Linked DNA regions of Sus scrofa: region 2 is linked to region 1. The links are chromatin contacts, called in public Hi-C maps. All regions are on one chromosome and are shown on one strand. Each heading gives the region's core, a stretch centred on a gene start, on an enhancer-like site or on the middle of the called end of the contact. The rest is flanking DNA. Distances are from core to core; before and after follow the strand shown. Region 1 has its middle 110 kb from the start of SIPA1L1. Region 2 has its middle 35 kb from the start of SIPA1L1.

What was found. Hi-C and Micro-C count contacts between places; a contact is called where the count stands out from the background.
Region 2: a contact with region 1 is called in a Hi-C map of liver, with 8 times the contacts expected there. The contact joins two enhancer-like sites. A contact is called at or near these places in 4 of 47 Hi-C or Micro-C datasets (embryonic fibroblasts, heart right ventricle and liver) and 1 of 2 datasets of contacts at active chromatin or transcription factors (alveolar macrophages).

What each region holds. Positions count from the first base shown.
Region 1 is chr7:94,673,932-94,676,869 of Sscrofa11.1, reverse strand. No RefSeq gene overlaps it. Among named protein-coding and RNA genes, the nearest start is that of SIPA1L1, 110 kb to the left of the region's middle. Within about 2 kb of position 1,334, at least 25 of the 83 cell types and tissues checked have an H3K27ac peak or open chromatin away from gene starts, as enhancers often do. A contact at or near this core is called in alveolar macrophages, embryonic fibroblasts and liver, where this site is marked.
Region 2 is chr7:94,753,550-94,756,249 of Sscrofa11.1, reverse strand. No RefSeq gene overlaps it. Among named protein-coding and RNA genes, the nearest start is that of SIPA1L1, 35 kb to the left of the region's middle. Within about 2 kb of position 1,324, at least 31 of the 83 cell types and tissues checked have an H3K27ac peak or open chromatin away from gene starts, as enhancers often do. A contact at or near this core is called in alveolar macrophages, embryonic fibroblasts and liver, where this site is marked.

The DNA.
Region 1 (2,938 bases), core at 85-2,584:
GCTGTGAGCTGTGGTGTAGATTGCAGATGTGGCTGGGATCTGGTGGTGTCGTGGCTGTGGTGTAGGCTGGCAGCTGCAGCTCTGATTCGACCCTCAGCCTAGGAACTCCCATATGCTGCAGGTGTGGCCCTCAAAAGCAAAAATCAATCAATCTTTCAAAAAGAACTGATTGAGCAAAGAGGAATGTGTATGGATTAATAAGAATTATCAGCGCCTTTTCCCTCTGCTGGAATCCCTCTGCTTTTAGGAAACGTATTCTGTGGGCCCTAGGCCCTGGCCACAATGGCTGGTGGCTTTGTGGCTGGCTCATTTCCAGCAGGTGGCTTTCTTTTTCCCCCCAAGGCCCTCTCTGGGGTAGGTGAGGTAGTGTTGCCCTTTCCACATAGGAAAAAACACACACCAGCTTCTTTCCCTGTGATGCAAACAATGGGGAGGAAGGACATAATTGAGGAAAACCCCAGGCCCCAGAGCTGGAGCAGTTGGGGCCTTTACCTACCCAAGCCCCCTGTGTGGCTGACACACAACAGAGAAACACTGGTAGCTGTGCCGTGGGCACAGACAGGGGTATGGACCGAAACACTCTTTCCCCACTGCTACAGATCCACTTCCTTAGGCCAGGGTTTCTCAAACCCCAGCGAGTATCCGCGTCGCGATGAGCGCTTGAGCAAACACAAACGGTCAGCCCCATTCCCAGAGTCTGTGACGCAGTGTCTGGGGTGGGGCCTGAGAACCTGCACTTCTAACAAACTCCCTGGTGATTCGGATGCTGCTGGTCCGGGGACTGTATTTTGAGAAACTGGGGCCTTAGACTGATGTTTGACCTCTCGAAATCAAGGATAAATGAAATGCCCTTAAGATTAGCCCTACAACCTGCCTTCCACTTTACTGTTACAGAACAAACTCAATTTTTTTTCAGATTACCCAGATCAGAAGGGGGGAAGGGTGAAGGGGAGGAGAAGGCCTGGGAAAGAACCCACTTTAAGAACTGCTGTCCAGAGGGAAAAGCTGATGGGTGTCGCAAAGGCAGGTCCTGGAATGAGAGCCAGAAGGAACCCAGGTGCTAAGGTGGCCGAGGAAAGACAGGTTTGAGCACTGATCATGGAATAGTGAAAAGACCTTTGGACTTGGAGCCCAAAAACCTGCATTCACTCCCATAAGGCCTTGCAGCTGCTGGCCACAGCCAAGATAAGGCGTTTTGAAGTCAGTCAAAGCAGATCCAACAGTCCTCGTGGGCAGAGCCTGCCAGGTTTCTGGGTGGGTAAGGCCAGTCCAGGGCCCTATGCCCAGTGTACTTTGTACTGGGCCTGTGACCCAGGGCAGTGAGCCACCACCAGACACTGCGGAGTGCTCCAGCATCCTCCTGCTGATTTACCCATGCTCCCGGCAGGGTTGTGCTGTGCCAAGGGTTAGCGTGGGTGGTGGTGACTCACCCAGCCTCGTGGGGAAGCAGATGTGCCAGTGCAACCAGCGCTGCCACGGAAACGGGCTAAATCAATTCCAGATCCCTGTAGGGGCAGAGAACAAGCTGCATACTGCCAGGGGCCGCTTTGGTGGTGTTCTGGGTTCAGACGCCAAACCGGGAGCACAGCCCAAGCAGTGCTGGCCATGGAGCTGGCCAGGGAGCCAAGGCGGCTTCAGCAGCAACAGAAGCTGATGCAACGACTAGAGCATGTGACAGAGGGGTAGGAGTTGCGGGGATGGGGGCATGGGACCCTTGGGCATTAGATGGACCAGTTCATGCAGACCCTCCTCCTAAAAATGTTGGGGATACCTGTGCTTATTGGGGGGGCAGGGAGAAGAGATGAAAAGCTGACTCTTGACTCTCTTCCTGCTCTCCGATTTGGAAAGACCTAATCCCTATGAAGTTGCTCCCTCGCCAGACGATGTGACCAGAAATATACCCCCCAAGAAAAGGAGGAAACTGAGGCCAAGGACCAGAACAAAGCCCCATAGCTTTCAGAGGCACAGTCAGGCTGGGCTCCTGAAATCCTGAGCACTAGTCTGTATGATTTCCCACCAGACATGGGATCCCAAGGAAAGAGGCTGATGGGTCTGGGGGAATTTGCCTTGCCTTAAACAGCTGCTCTCTGGACCAGTGGGCGGTACCATTAATAACATACCCTGCTCTTCCTGAGATCAAGTGAGTCTTTGGCCAGCTTCCCCCACCTTCATCAAGTCCAAAGGCAGGAGGAATGTCCACTGGCTCCACCAACCACACAGTGGAAATCCCAAGAGTTTCCAGGTTCTCTCAAACTCCTTCTACATCCACCGAAATGAAGAAGCTCACATTTCAAAGGGATATTACAGCCCAGGGTTGAGGCCCTCTAGACCTGCAAGACTTCCATCAGGCTAGACCTGGCTAGAGTAGTTCCCAGAACAGAAGGCTCTCTGCTGGATTAGGGAATCTCTAGAAGGGACTTCGGTTAAAGGAAATTTCTTCCTGATTTTGACCTAAAATCTTCCCCCTTGTGACTTACACCCACGTGGTTCTGTTCTCTGGTCTTTGAAGGAAAAATCTCATCAATCATCAAATTGGTCTCACAGTAGCCAGAGGAGGGGAGGAGGGGATTATTGACCTCTTTTTACTTTATTGATTTTATTATTTTTTTGTCTTTTGTCTTTTTAGGGCCTCACCCATGGCGTATGGAGATTCCAAGGCTAGAAGCTGGAATAGAGCTAGCTAATAGATTCCAAATCAGAGCTATAGCTGCTGGCCTACACCACAGCCGCAGCAACATGGGATCCAAGCCACATCTGCAACCTACACCCCAGCTCACAGCAATGCCAGGTCCTCAACCCACTGAGCGAGGCCAGGGATCAAACCTGGGTCCTCATGGATGCTAGTCGGATTCGTTAACCACTAAGCCATGACGGGAACTCCTCTTCTTCTGGCTTATGGCTTCTTTTTAGAGAAAGTGGGTGCCTGGGAGGCCAAGGG
Region 2 (2,700 bases), core at 75-2,574, 79 kb before region 1:
TCTTTAGGCAGCCTGTTTACTGATGGGTGGGGCTGTGATCCCACCTGGATAATTGTTTGGCCTGAGGCTTCTCAGCACTGATGGGTGGGGCCAGATTTTCCCCAAATGGCCACCTCCAGAGAAATGCATGCTGATGAATATTCCCGAGAGCTTTTCCTCCAATGTCCTTCCCCCACAATGAGCCATGGTCACCCCCTGTTTTCCCAGGAGCTCCTCCAAGAACTTCAATCATGTCCAACCCAGATTCCTAGGGACCCTTTGCTTTGCCCTGGGACCCAGTGCCCATGAAAGTCTGTGTGTGCCTTTTAAGAATGGGGTCTCCGTTTCCCCCAGTCCTGTGAAGCTCCTGTGCATAAGCCCCACTGGGGCTCCAGGGGCTCTTTCTCTCAATGCCAGATCCCCAGGCGCAGGGATTTGACATGGGGCTCAGAACTCCTTCAGGTGAGTCTCTGTGATACAGTCACTTTCCAGTCTGTGGGGCTTCCCACCTGGGAGGTATGGGTTTGCTAATATGGTGTAATCGCCCCTCCTACCTCTTGACGTGGCCTCCTCTTTGTCTTCTGGAGTAGGATATCTTTTTGATAGTTTCCAGTCCTTTTGGTTGAAGGTTGTTCAGCATTTGTTTTAATTTTGTTGTGTTTATGAGAGAAGTTGAGCTCCAGTCCTTCTATTCCACCCTTTTAATCCTGTCTCCTCTGGCTCACACTGTTGAAAATCAGAAGGGAACTATAGACTTACATCTCAAAAGATACCTAAACACCACAGAACTTCATGACACTTCCAGGCTGCTTGTTAACATGCATGGATTTCCCACTAGGTTCAAGGAACAGACAGAGAATATCAGGCTTTATTATCCTATACAAGTGCTCAGAATAGAACTATGTAAGCATGTGGTCCCTGTTTTCAAAGATCGTTCATGCCAGTGAAAAACAAAATAGACAAAAATATTTTTATTGCAGTAAGATCATGTTTTAATTAAGCTATGTTCAGATAAAAGCCTTTTGGTAAACATTTTTGCTTTTATAGGCTTACACCTTTTTTGAAACCAAATGCCTAGAACTCTTTATAAACCATATTAACCAGATGGAAAAAACAGGGGGGAAGAGAGGTTCTGAGCCTGCCAAATATGACTCAGCAAGTCAGTGACATAGCTAGAAATAGAAACAAGAAATGAAGCAAGTTTCTAACAATCTACCTTGAAACAAACGCTCTCTCTATTAGCTCAACCCTGCAGTTGGGAGAAAGGCAGCTCTGACACCGTAGGAGGAGGAAGCCAGTGAGTCAGCTCAACTCAGAGATCAGTTCTGGAAAGAGTCCTCCTGTGTGGAACAGAGCAGACCTCTGACTCTCCCTCTGCCTTAGTCACGTCCTTCCCGGTGGCTGGAGAGACCTGACCAAGCTATATGCGGCTGCCTATCCTACCACCTGTGTTTTCTTTGATCTGTGACACAGAACCTGTTCCTTTTGACTTCTTGGAACAGCTCCTGCTTCCTGCAGGTAGACCAACTGACTGGAGGTTGAAGGTGAAGAGAGTTCCGGCCTGTGAACTCCGTCCTACAGACTTTCAGGAGAACCTTGAAAAGCCCTGAGACCTCCTGGTGAAAAAAGCTCTAGATGAAATGATGTGTTTCTGTCCCCAGCACTCGCCTAGGGTTTGGCCCATATGTGGATGCTTAATAGAATAGAATGTGTTAATATTGAGTCAATTCTTCATGACGTGTCAAGTCAGGAAATGGTGTAATCATACTTAGCAGAATGTGCCAGAGTTGTGTGCTTAGTGTTCTTTTCTAAACTGTGGTTTCCTAAAAGGCAAACATGAGATTTCTTTATTTCATTTTTTAATGCCGAACATATGACTTAGAGCCACAGTAGATGCCTAATAAATTAATGAATTAGTGACTTGATTTATGGAATCTATATGATGCTAGTTCTTGATAAAGGGAAAAAGAAAAAAAAAAGAGAGAGAGATGCAGAGAAAGAATTCAAACCAAATTCTTAAGGACATTTTTATTAGACTCAACTGCTTATTTAAAAAAAAAATCCAAGTAGTAACTGGAAGTACAAAGAATAAAGCAATTACCAATCGCTTGAATCCAAAAGTAACAGTGATGAAAATTTAGTGGATATCATTCCAGACATCTCTTAATGCGTAAACAGCTAATATTTTAAAATATTAAACCAGTCCATTCCAATGTCTTTTTTAAAAAATATGATTTCCTTCTTAATTGGTTCACCAGCAGCCCTCCCTCATCAAGGTTGAGTTGTTGAGTTATAAGGCTTATTGTTCCTGGAAAAGAACAGATATGGCCTGGATCAGGGAGCACTGGTGAAGCTAACTTCTTGGCTTTCAGAGAAGATGTTCACGGAAGCCAGATATGATCAAGAGAGAGAAGGATTTTTAAGCTATGTCATGTCCCCCTTTAGTATCAGTACTAGATCATAGAGCTTCTGGCATACAGGGACCTCTCTCTGGTGTGTGATGGTCATGCCATGAGGCTGGCTGTCCTAGGAAGAACATACCTGAAGACAGACATGCTATAGGTGAAACAGAAGTCCCCAAACACACACAATTCTCCAGGAATTATAGAAGAAGGGTCAGGCACAAGCTTCTGGTTTTCGATCTATCTCAAAACCAAACTTGTTTGTGCAGAGAGAGACTTAAAACATCCAGATAGCAAATGGAAGTCCAAGAACCGGAGG